Linked DNA regions of Sus scrofa: regions 1 and 2 are each linked to region 3. The links are chromatin contacts, called in public HiChIP or PLAC-seq and promoter capture Hi-C maps. All regions are on one chromosome and are shown on one strand. Each heading gives the region's core, a stretch centred on a gene start, on an enhancer-like site or on the middle of the called end of the contact. The rest is flanking DNA. Distances are from core to core; before and after follow the strand shown.

Region 1 (3,985 bases), core at 464-2,963, 160 kb before region 3:
AATGCTGCCTGAAGAAGTGATCCTGTGGCAAAGGGGTCAAGTTCTCTTTTCTTCCCCTCTAGAAGGAAGTGGCAGTGACTGGAGACTGGCCTTGAACCAAGATCCAACTTCAAGGCACTGAACTGCCTTCCTTAACTTGTCATTCCGCACACACAGAGTATCTTCCAGAGTCATTGCATAATCTAAAGCGTTTGGCAATATAAATACCCACACTCAGACACAAATGGAGGGGCCTGGTGAGACTTTCAGTGGGACCCCACGAGGAACTTTCAATAATCCAGGAAATCTTCCAGGACAGTGGAAATCGGATTTGGGGTTGAGAGTTGAGGCCTGGGAAGTGTGGCATGAGCACACAACTGAGCATTTCCCAAGGTGTGTTCCAAGTCCTTGAATGCTAGAATTCAAGGAGGAGGCTTTGCGATAACTAACCACTTCACCTCTGTGTGTCTCAATTCGCTTACCTACAATCTTAGGGAGATATAAGAGATGGTCCAGCTGACCTCGGCAGTGCCTCTCAGAATAGCATTTTCTGATCCTGCGAAGAGATGAAAGGAATCGATTGAACTCAAGTCAGCACTTGAAGGGAAGGGGGGGCGTGGTGTCAACGTGTGGGGTATCCTCTTTCCCCCACCCCTCTCCCCCAGGGCCTAAAGTTAGAAGGAGCATTGTTGGCCAGTGAATGGGACCTGGCCAGACGGGTGTTATAAAGCTTCTCCCAGGCAGGAGGATAGGAGATGTCGCTTGGATCATAAGCCACATCTTAGAGCTCTAGAGTGTATCACTCCTCAGGGACCACAACCTAATACCTTCGAGGGACACGGGGACCATAAAGGGGCCTCAGAGAATGTCGCCTGTAGGGGGAGCACAGGTACACCTGCCGCCTCCACAGTCTCGGAGTCTCCCTTTTCTGACGGATCAGGGGGAGGGGGGGAATGCATCTGTGGTTCAAGATGCTGTAACTCCCTTAGTCACCAGATTCATAGTAAATGATTCAAGCTCTGCTGCGAACAGCATAGGCTGGTGGTGGTGGGAGGGGGGAACCAAACAATAAACCAGAAGTCCCCACTTTCCAGCTCATGGACCACCACCCCTGCCCCATCACTCCGCGCGCCTTAAAAAAAAAAAAAAAAAAAAAAAAATTTTTTTTTTTTTAACTCTCTTGGCCTTTCTTCCTTCCCGATTTCTAGTTCTGTTGTGCACTTAGAGGCCGATAGGCTGGATCCTGCCTTCCGGGTGGAATTTAAATGTATATGTATAATTTTGCAGGACTGTTGCGTCATCGTAGCAGTCTTCGTGGTTCCCCAGGAGGCCTCCACGTCTTCTCCCAGCATCGGGGGCTTTGGACGCTTCTGAGAGCTGCCGGCACTTTCGCGAGGAGCCCTCGGCTCCTCCCGAGTGCTGGTCTCCAGCCCCCTCCCCCAGCCTCACCTTCCTCCCGCTCGCTCTTCCTCGGCTCCTCCTCCTCGCCCCCTCCCTGCAGCCCTCGCGGGGAGTCAAGCTAGGGTGAGCCCGCAGGGCCGAGCAGCGGCTGCAGGCTGGGCGTGGGGCGCCGGAGCCCGCGGGCGGGCGGGCGGGGGCGCCGGGCGGGTGGCCCGCGATCGGGGGAGGCGCCTGGGCCCGCCCTCCTCTCGGGCCGAGCCTGGAGGGGGCCTGGGCCGGCGCGGGGCGGGGAGAGCCTCCTGGCCCCTCCCCTCCGCTGCCCTCCCCAAAGTTGCCGTCTCCCCGGGGGCCGGCCAGTCTTATGATCCAGCGGATCCTCCTGGGGAGGCCGGGCCGGGGAGAGGGCGCGGGCGCCGAACAGCGGGGGCAGCGGGCAGGCGCAGCGACCGGGGCCCGGGCGGGGATCCGGGCAGCGACCGAGGCGGCGGCAGCGCCCCGGGCCCGCCGCCCCTTCCCCTCGGGCAGGGGGAGCCGCTGCATGGGGCCGGGGGGGCGGCCCTGCTGCGCGGAGCGGCGGCGGCGGCGGCGGCGGACCCCCCAGGCGGGCTGGGGCTGAGCCCGGGGCCGGGGCGGGGGCTCCGGGGGGACCATGCCCGGAGGCCGGCCGGCCGCAGCATGGCTCACGGGCCCGGCGCGCTGATGCTCAAGTGCGTGGTGGTCGGCGACGGGGCGGTGGGCAAGACTTGCCTACTCATGAGCTATGCCAACGACGCCTTCCCGGAGGAGTACGTGCCCACCGTCTTCGACCACTACGCAGGTAAGCCTCGGAAGTGCTGACTAAGGGGCCGCTCCCCGGGCCGGGAACTTTGGAGCAACTTTGGCTGAGCCCCCTAGCCGCCTCCCCTGCGCGCGCTCCCCGCCCCTCCCCCGCCGCGCCCTCCGCGGGGCGCCGGGCCCCACCCCCAGGCTTTCCCTCTGGCAGCCCCCCGCCTGCCCGATCCACCCCTCTTCTCACCCCCGACCTCTGTGCGGCGTCCCTACGCCCAGTACTTCCTAACCCCCTCTGTGCCCCGGGCCGACCTCGTTGACCTTCCTAGGGCCGCCTTCCTTACTTCCCAAAGCCCTGGGGGAGGAGGGTGAGGGAAACGTGGCTATGGGACTTGGGAAAAGAGATTGGGCAGCTGGGGCGCCACATCGCACCCCGGCCTCAGGCCACTTCCCGGTGAGCCGGGCACAGGGGAAAAGGGGTGGCATCCCCGGAGGCGCGCCCGCGTGCCTCCAGCTGGGTTGGGAGAGGAGGGTCCGGGTGGGGAACGAAACCGCCCCGAGCCTAGATAATTGTGAGCTTCTCTCCCCGCCCCCACTTCTGCCCTTGCAGTCAGCGTCACCGTAGGGGGCAAGCAGTACCTCCTGGGACTCTATGACACAGCCGGACAGGTGAGTGTCTGGGCTTCTGGCCGACACCCCCCTCCTTTTCCCCAATTCAAGACGGTTGCGAAGGGCCTTGGAAACTGTCTAGGAGCGAGGGTGTGTCTGCGAGGTTCCCTCTGGATCAAGTATCTCATTTTTTAAGTCAGCGAATTAGGAAAAGGAAAAAAAACAAAAAACAAAAAACCTTGGCAACATCGGGACCAGCCCACCCCACGTGAACCCCTGGGCTGAAAGTTTTTGCCTGTGTGTGCCTTCTGTCTGGTGCCTGGCGTGTGGGTCCCAACTCCTGTTGCAAAGTGGCAGTGGCCAATCCTGAAGCGCCCTTATTTTTAGTTGCCGATGACCAGGTCTCCCCTCACAGCCTTTGTCTGGTCCCTCATTGGTGAGTGGTCTGCCCGCCAGAGGAGCCTGATTGGTGGGAAATGGCATCATCTAATATGATGGGAAGGCATTTGGTCCTGGTTATGTTTATTACAACATCATTGCACTCTGGGACTCGAGTCCCTGAAAACGTAATTTGTGGTGTTACCAGAGGACCGCAGGGGAAAAAAAAAGAAAAGAAACAACCATCCAGCCACTCCCTGGGGCAGGGAGAGAAGGAAGGGTCAGGAGTTCAGTGTGAATCTTGGAGGAAGAGTTTTTTTTGTTGTTCCCTGGCAAGGCCAGGTGACTTTGTCTGGGTTTTCCTTGGGAGAGATTATTGTGCAGAAAGAAAATGCACCCTCCACACGTCAGCCTCGGACCATTATTTGCAAATTAGAGGTGGCTTCTAAAGGATTAAGATCTCCTCTCTGTCTCTGTCCCAGCGCCACCCTCCTCCTAGACCCATTTTTGCTGTGGGCCTAAGATGATGTGTGTGATGAAGTTTTGCAAAATCCAGCCCTGTGATTAGACCTGAAAATGCAGGCAGAAGTTTCCACGTGTCGTCCAGACTTGAGATCTTGAGGACATATGAGCTGCTGAGGGCCTTAGAGAGTGTCTTTAGGGGATGTCCATAGTAGAGTTTCCTTATCTGTAAGATGAAGTTTTAAAAATTCACACCATTCCCCTGGGCATATATGTTAGATGCTTAGCACTGAGTGTGGCACACACCAGGTAGGTCAATAAAGAGGAGCTCTCCTTTGTAGCTCTTCTAGATTTGGGTGTCAAAACTGTAGTTCCAGGTTAGTCTGAC
Region 2 (3,969 bases), core at 986-3,485, 230 kb after region 3:
ATTTTCTCTGCCTCTCCTTTACCCAACTGAATTTATCACAAACTGCTGAGCTGACCTGGCATAGCACGCCTTCATCAGAATTGGGGCAGTGGGTCCTGGCATGGAGCCATGCTGTTCCCTATCACAGAAGAGCTGACCCAAGCTAGAAAAGCAACTTTGCTTTGGAGACCTCCCACCAGGGGCTCGGCTTGGCCCACCCTTCCTTCTCATTGTGTCGTTAGGCCACACGGAAGAGTTTGGAGCCAGCCTTCCTCCCATGAAAACCACAGCAGCTGTTAGCAACTTTTCCCTCATGCTGGGGCCCTCAGGAAAAACTTCGAACCCACAGCAGCCACACTCACCAACATCCAGACATCGTGTGCTCAGAGTCAATGCCAAAGAAAAACTCTGGCTGACAGTTGCCCATTTAAAACAGCCATGGTGCTAGACTGAAGGCAAGAAAGGAACCAAGTTCCTAGACAAAGAAACCTCTACATGGGTTGGGGGCTGACTACTGGTTCTGAAAAAGCAGACATTCAATAACTTGATCTACTTGTTCATTTGGAGACCCAGGGAGCTGCCATGCTTCACTTACACATTTAATCTTTTTTTGGGGGGGGGGCCTTTTTGCCTTTTCTAGGGCCACTCCCGCAGCATATGGAGGTTCCCATGCGACCCTACACCACAGCTCATGGCAGCGCCGGATCCTTAACCCACTGAGCCAGGCCAGGGATCAAACCCGCAACCTCATGGTTTCCAGTCGGATTCGTTAACCACTGAGCCATGACAGGAACTCCACTTATACATTTAATTAACACGCTTTACTAGAAGCCTGGTGCTGACAGGTTCTGAGGATAGGACTGTGACCCAGACTGGCTCCTGTCCCACAGATTTCAGCCTGGTGGGAAAAGAGAGAGTAAATAAGTCAGCTGTAGGATACCACAGAAGCCCCAATCCACACCTGGATTAATACATGAAAGAGGATTTCTTCAATTAAAGGACAACACCTCTGGCAGAGGGAATGACATAACAAGTCTTAGCCTTCTAGCCTAAGCCCAAAAGAATGTCCAATCTGAGAACCAAAAATGGTTCAATGTGGTTGAAAACACAGTATAGTGGAGATAGATGCGACAGACTAAAGCAAAAAGAGGAAAGGTCATGAGGGGTCTCATAAGCCCGTCCAAGAGCTTGAAAGAGCAATGGGAATTCACAGAAAGGCAGTAAGGGAAGAGTGAGTAGGTCTGGTGACTTTTTTGTGTTTTAAAACCATCACTCTGGCTTTCCAGTACATAACAAACTACAGAGGAAAAAGGAGATACAGGGAGCTAGTCAGGAAGCTACCAAGGAAGTCCAGGGGAGAGATGATGGTGGCCTGAACCAGCTAGAGCAGAGGGACTGGGTGTGACGAAGTGGGTGTATCCAGAGATTTGCGATGGATTCGATGTGGATGGGTAAAGGGTGCAGCGGACGAGAAGGACGCCCAGGTTTCCGGCTTGTGCAATCAGGTGGATGGCGGTGCCATACCAGACAAAAAATACAAGAGGGGAATACAAAGTTCCCCCGCCTCCCCCACTCCCCTGGCACAACGTGGCCAAGCTCGCCAGCCCAACAGGACCTGTTTATTTGTCTCCCCCGGAGGGAGACGGAGTACCAGGGGCAGACGGAGAGCAAAGACTCAGGCCCGCGCGCGCAGGTCACGGCAGATTGGCCGCGCCCATTAGGCTTATCGCCCCTGCGGCTTCTCCCCGGGAAGAGGCTCTTCTCCTAGTCAGCTATCTTCTCGAGGCGGCTCGGGTCCGAGACCCGCAGCCAGGCCGCTCCTGTCTCCCAACCTGAGCCCGAAGCCCCGGGATCCTTGAAGGACGCCGGGATCGCGCCTTGCTGAGGACCCCTGAGGCCCGCCCCACGGATCTCCTCCTCCAAGGTCGGGTCACAGGCCTCACAGGCCGCAGCCAGATCACGACTGTCCCGTGGTTCACTCACCCTCTCTGCCACCAGCTGCCAAACAGCTTTCCGCAAAAGCGAAGCACCCCGGCGTGAGCCTCGACAGCCCCGGTCCTCAGAACTCTTTTCCCTGGCCCTGGCCCCGCCCCACTCCCCGTCCGCTGTGCGCACGCGCGCCCCTTCTGCCCGCCCATTGGCGCCGTGAAGCCCCTCCCCTGCTCCGCTGGTGTAGTGCGGGCCGCTGGGGCGATTCCACGTGTAACGGACCGTGGCCCGGTAAAGGTCAGGCGGAGGCATTTCTTCTGCCCACCCTCCAGAGGGTGAGGATGGTGGGGACCTGCGTTGGGCTATCTGAACCCCCAGAGTCCTGACAGGTTGCTAGGCAATGCAGGAAGCCCCCCAGAGAGAAATGATGGCTAATGCGACGGGGTGGGCGCCAAAACTGGCTTTTGGTTCCACCTCCACATTTACAGGTCCCTGCATTCCTCTGACTGCAAGTTGGGAAGTATAATAGTATAAAGAAAAAATGTTGCCTGCCAGTCCTGTTCGCCGAGGATCAAGCCATGAGCCACTGTACTTGCCCACCCACCGTGTGCCCTGAGGGGAATTCAGAATGGAGAAAAACAGGAAACATTCTGTACTATAGATATACTGGCTTCAGTTAAGCTGTATCTCTAAGGAAAATTCTCAACTGACCCCATATTCTTGCATCTTCTCTTTCATAGAATGACACTAAAAGCATTAATTTGAGATGTCTGTTCTTTGCGATTAGCAGCAATCTTTTGATGCTTGACTAGATGTCTTTCCCCTCAAAAGAGTTCATATATATCCTAGCTTGTTCCTTACCTCTTGAGAGCAGATCCTCAGAGCCGAGAAGCTGTCTCCTCCACTATAGTCCCCAGTAAGTTCCCTTAATAAAACTTTTAACTCACAACTTCTATGTTGTACGTTTTTCTTTTAGTCAGCAGTAAGGAATTTTAATTCTTCTCATGATGAAACAGCCAAAAACACTGGAGCTGGCCTTGGATCCCTCGTTTCCAAGACTGGCCTACGTGCAGCCTCTGATTGCTCCATTCTGCAAGCTGCATCTTCTACAATACACATTCACTCGTATATGAGTCCCACCAAGATTTTATGGGCAGCCCAGTTCAAATACCACTTTACCTGTGCGGTTTGTGAAATCAGTCATCATTCAAGACAGGAAAAAGCACTCCCAAAAAACTGACCCACTAACAAAGGAAACAAACAGATAAGCCCCATATGATTCTGCCCTTATACCTTTTCTCCTATACAAGACTGTTCAGTGAATAGTTATTGATCAGATGGGTAAGTGAATGTAGGACTGTCATTTTTAAAATTCCTTCTCCCATTTGTGCCCATAAAGATACATAATCTTTTTTTTTTTTTTCTTTTTTTCAGTCTTTTTAGGGCCACACCTGAGGCATATGGAGTTCCCCAGGCTAGGGTCCAATGGGAGCTGAAGCCACTGGCCTACACCACAGCAATGCCAGATACGAGACACATCTTCAACCTATACCACACCTCATGCCTGATCCTTAACCCACTGAGCAAGGCAGGGATCGAACCCACGTCCTCATGGGTGCAAGTCAGGTTCGTTAACCGCTGAGCCACGACGGCAACTCCTACATAGTCATTTTCATGTGAGCCTGGATCCAGAAAGGGAGAGACAGAGAAAGAAAGTGATTAAGTAGATGATCCCAGAACACTCCCTGCAGTCTGCTTTAGGAGATCAGGGCCCTGCAAGTTGATCGGGATAACTGCTACTGATCATGACTCATTCCTTTTCCCACCTTCAACTGAGTTTGAAATCTGTCAACCCTACCCTAGAGAAAAATTCCAGGATCCCAAAGTCCCTGAAGAAACTCTTACTAATTCAAATACAAACAAGACATGGTCTCTTCTTTCAACAAGCTCAGTGATATCTCCACATGAGTGTCTAACTAGCATACATTTAACTTGGCCCCCCGATATATTAATTTTCACCTCCAAACATGTACCACCCTGTTTTGCCCATTTTAGTAAATG
Region 3 (4,060 bases), core at 923-3,422:
TGGGGATCTCAGGTCCATCCCCTCTGACCTCAAAGTAGTTTATCTCTAGTCCGTCATCTCTGACAGAATAGCTAATCTCCTAGTCGGGGGCTCTGTATTGAGGCAGCTGTAACATAAAGATAGAGGAAAGTCCTAGCAGATGACAAGAAATAAAATCACTCCAGATGAAAGGATCAGGGTCATCTTTTCTTTGAGAATAAGAAGAAAGGCTGAGAAAGTGTTGAGCAGGTTGGGGAGGCAGGAGGGAGATTGAGGTGACGAGCTGTGCAGCGATTTGGGGAGGTTTTTTTACAGGTTTTCCTGTTTTTCTGGGGGAGAGATATTCATAGTGCTTATCACCCCCGAATTATTTATTTGCTACTTTCCTCATATACATTTTGTCTCACCCTATTCAGGAACCTTGTCAGTTTGCTTCACCACTACATCCTGAGCAACTCAAACAATCCTGGCATGTTGTAAAATGCTTAGTAAATACTGGGTAAATGAATAAACGGCCCAGGTGAGGCAGTGGCTGTAGAAATTGAGACAAAGGGTAAATATAATCGGCATGACAAAGTTTGAAAGGGTAGGGAAGTGTTGCAGCAGTGACAGTAGCCTAGAGGATCACTCAGGTTCTGGTTTGGCTAAGGGAATGGATGGTGATATTATCAAAGAAGATAAGGGACAGATGGGAAGGAGCAAGTTTGTGGACCTCTTAGGGTATTTGAGTTCCAGTTTGGGTACGTCCTGATTAGGTTCAAGAGGAGACTATGTATGCAGATTGGGACCTCATCTGCATACACTCAGCCATCAAAATGGCTAGACCACCCTGTGTGCAGTAGAATGACCATGTACCTTCTGAGAAGAGGACTAAGGATCAGATCCTGGGACTCTCTTCAAGAGCCAATAGAGAATAAATTTAGAAAGGTTAATTGAAGAGAAAGATCATCTAAAGGTTTATGTACGGTTTCAGGGAAACTGGAGTGAGGAGTGCCTTGGGGAGGAAAAAGATTCAATAAGGATGTAGTCCGTAGAATCTACTGCAAAAGAGATCATGTAAGAACCAAAAAGTGACTCTTGAACTCGATTATATGACGCCACTGGTTGCCTTAAGAGGTGCATTTTCAGTGGATTAGTAAGGAATATAATTTAGCCTATCCTGGAAGCATGAATTGAAATAAAGATGAGAGCTAGATGGTCAAGTTTTTTTTTTTTTGGTTTTTTTTTTTAATTTGGAGGCGTCGGAATACGATCACGGTAATGTCTTAACACAGAAGTGCCTGTTAAGTTTGTGAATGAAGAAGAGGTTTCTATAAGGCCAGATGGCCTGTCCTGGAGGCGTCACAATGCCTCAACTACGCTTTTATCCTTTCAGCCATTTCTAGGGCGGGGGCCCTTCCATATAAAGTACAGGCAAAAAATGGGAGACGAACCCCCTCCATCCTTATATGAGTCACGTTTTTGACAGCCGGGCGTGGGGATGGGAATGCTTGAATTAAACTAAGTGCCCAGGTTCCCGTGGATCTTTGCATTTACTAACGGGAAGGCTCATTCACATTTTCCGAGCCGGCACTCCCGTCCTCCATGCAACATTTTTCTTTTCCTTTTCCCTAACAGAGAGAAACCAGGGACAAAGCTTTCCTCCTTCTTCCACCTCAAGGCTGACCTTCCGCCCCCAAGCCCACTGATGGCCGTTCTCTGACCACGTGACCCTCTTCAGCCCCCGTGACTCGCCGCCGCTGACCCCTCCCCTCAGGCCGCAGACCGCCCCTCAAACCCACGTGACAGCCTCTCTCCCACCTGACTGGCTCCTCTCTTTCCCCGGGCCGGACCGGCCGCCGTCGCAGCTGCCCGACTCCAAAATGGCAGCCGCGCACAGCGCGCACCCGAGCGGCCGGACCTCCCTGACTCCCGGGCCGCCCCCCTCTCGCTCCCTGCCTCCCTACTTCGGCCTTCACCTACACGCCTTCGGATTGGCCACTAAGAATCCCGCCCCTCCAGAGCCCCGCCTGCTATTGGTCACGGTAGGCTGCCCTTCAGAGAGGCGTGCCCCCGCCGCCCCCCGCCCGGGGAGGTATTTTCCATTCTGGTGGGGGCGCGGGGAGGGGGGAGGGGAAAAGGGTGAAGAGGGGGAGGCGGCCGGGGAAAGGGGTGGGGGCCTGGCGGGGGCATCCGGCGGAGCTGGGGTCCCCGGACTCCGTCCGGAGGAAGCAAGACTGCGCTCGCACGGGCAGTCGGAGGGAGCGGGACGGGACGGCAGGCGGGCAGACTCGCCCTCTCGGTGACTGCGCCGTCCGGGCCCGTCCTGCCTGGCCGCAGGTGCCCCTGGATGAGGCCGCTCTGCGCGCCCCGACCGGTAAGTGTCTCCGTGGCCAGCCCGGCCGGTGTGCGCTTCCCGGACCCTCGCGCCTCCGTTAGCGGCCGCCTCTCCGGCCCCGGTGCCCGCGCCCGGCGCAGTCCGCCTCCGGCCGGCGCCTCCACCCCGGGTGGAGGCAGCGCCGGCCCTCTGGCAGGCAAGAGGACGACGGGCGGGGGACCGCAAACCCGGGCCGGGAGCCCGGTGCAGACCCTGCGGCGCATAGTGGGAGCTTGCACTTAGTAGGTTCTCGATGCATTTCGTGGAATTGTTTTTCTGGTTGGAGGAACATAGGTCGCTTAAGGGAAAGGGGGTTGCTCCGAGCTAGTCGGAGGGCGTTCGTGATACGGGTCGCGGTGAATCGAGGGGAGGTCACCGGAGACTGGGGCATTTGCGCGCGCCGCAGGCTAGGGGTTACCGGCCAAGTCATTTGGGGCTCTAAAGCTCCGATCCCGGGGTCCTCAAGGTCGACGAGAAGAGAGGTCCACCGGGAGGTGAGCCAGAGAACTGGGGAGCTTGGATGGGGAAAGTGACTGGAGCACCTCCGGAGTTTAACGGGAGGTGGGAAGGGATGCTCAGGCGGGCACTGAAAGACCCCTCTGCAACTCCTTGGGGCCCTAAGATTCTTTGGTGCTGGGATTTGGACGTTCAAGTAGCCAGAGGGAAGTGACTTGCTGGAGAGGGAGTTGCTTTTAAAGAAGGATGCTCAGAAACAGTTTTAAGTACACATCTTGGCTTGGTTCTGAACTTTGAAAGGCAGGGGGATTGGAGTCGAGATCACATTTTCTTTTGGTATTCCAACAAAAAGGTGGACCTTGGACGTTATCTTTTATTTTAAAATATATGTATGTGTTCGGTGGTGTTTTACCAGTTATTAGTTTTGCTGGAATTTCTCAAACTGCTCCTTGAAATTCTTGTAGCAGCTTCTCCATCTGAGAAGATCCTTTCTTCAGGTTTCTCCATCCATTGCAATGGCTTACTTCCTCCCAACGTAGCATTTTGGCTGGACTGTACTATTACACTTTGCTACTGACTTTTATTCTGCAAGATTAATAGGTAATTCGAATGCTTTCTCTCCTTGCTTTTCATTGTTTCTTTACAAGGTCATGCAAAATTGAACCACAAATTCTATAGTTTAACATATTTTAACTTTTAAGCGTTGAAGTGGGAAGATGTTGGTTAGTTAGCAGCTCTAGAAGGCAATGTGAAGATCAGGTTGAGTGTTCTAACAGTTGGGAATCTTAATGTCAGATGTTTAGTTTAATTTTAATATCCTGAACTTGCATAACACTCTTGAGAGTGGGTTAAGAACGTAAAAAATGCATACCTGGGTTAGGCAGTGGCAGTCTACAGAATCCACCTCTGTGGCAGCCGGTGGAGGTTCTTCATGTCACTGAGAAGAGGAAGCTGAGAATTGTACAGCTTGATCTTTAATCTTTTTAATATTTTCTTAATCATATATATGTTATCTTACTAATTCCTGACATTTACAAAATGAAAAATGAGGTGTGTTTTTAGGGACTACTTAAACATATAGAAGAAAATTTTGTAGATCGTATTTTCCCTTTGGTGTAAATTGTAATTGTCAGTCAGAGAAAACATTTCTGCAAAAAGGTGTTGATATTTGCAGTCGCCACCTCTTAGTTACTGAAGAAATGGGTAATTACATTTTTTTTTCTCCCTATTGTCCTTGAATTTTACTGTTCGTCCTTAGGGAGAATGTAC

What was found. Promoter capture Hi-C pulls out the DNA fragments that hold promoters and counts their contacts. HiChIP or PLAC-seq counts read pairs in DNA pulled down with a chosen protein or histone mark.
Region 1: a contact with region 3 is called in an H3K27ac HiChIP or PLAC-seq map of alveolar macrophages. The contact joins the promoter of RHOQ here to the promoter of SOCS5 in region 3. A contact is called at or near these places in 2 of 47 Hi-C or Micro-C datasets (liver and skeletal muscle) and 1 of 2 datasets of contacts at active chromatin or transcription factors (alveolar macrophages).
Region 2: a contact with region 3 is called in a promoter capture Hi-C map of liver, with 2.0 times the contacts expected there. The contact joins the promoter of MCFD2 here to the promoter of SOCS5 in region 3. A contact is called at or near these places in 2 of 5 promoter capture datasets (fetal liver and liver), 1 of 47 Hi-C or Micro-C datasets (skeletal muscle) and 2 of 2 datasets of contacts at active chromatin or transcription factors (alveolar macrophages and skeletal muscle).

The regions. Positions count from the first base shown.
Region 1 is chr3:94,010,388-94,014,372 of Sscrofa11.1, reverse strand. RHOQ (rho-related GTP-binding protein RhoQ) reads left to right here and starts at 1,713. Exons shown (of 5, transcript XM_005662574.3): 1 at 1,713-2,197; 2 at 2,759-2,817. The coding sequence starts at 2,056. ATP6V1E2 (V-type proton ATPase subunit E 2) reads right to left here and starts at 2,121. Exons shown (of 5, transcript XR_002342728.1): 1 at 1,429-2,121; 2 at 462-535.
Region 2 is chr3:93,619,187-93,623,155 of Sscrofa11.1, reverse strand. MCFD2 (multiple coagulation factor deficiency protein 2) reads right to left here and starts at 2,235. Exons shown (of 4, transcript XM_021087556.1): 1 at 1,963-2,235. The coding sequence starts at 2,220.
Region 3 is chr3:93,852,188-93,856,247 of Sscrofa11.1, reverse strand. It overlaps SOCS5 (suppressor of cytokine signaling 5), which reads left to right and starts at 2,172. Exons shown (of 2, transcript NM_001162890.1): 1 at 2,172-2,335.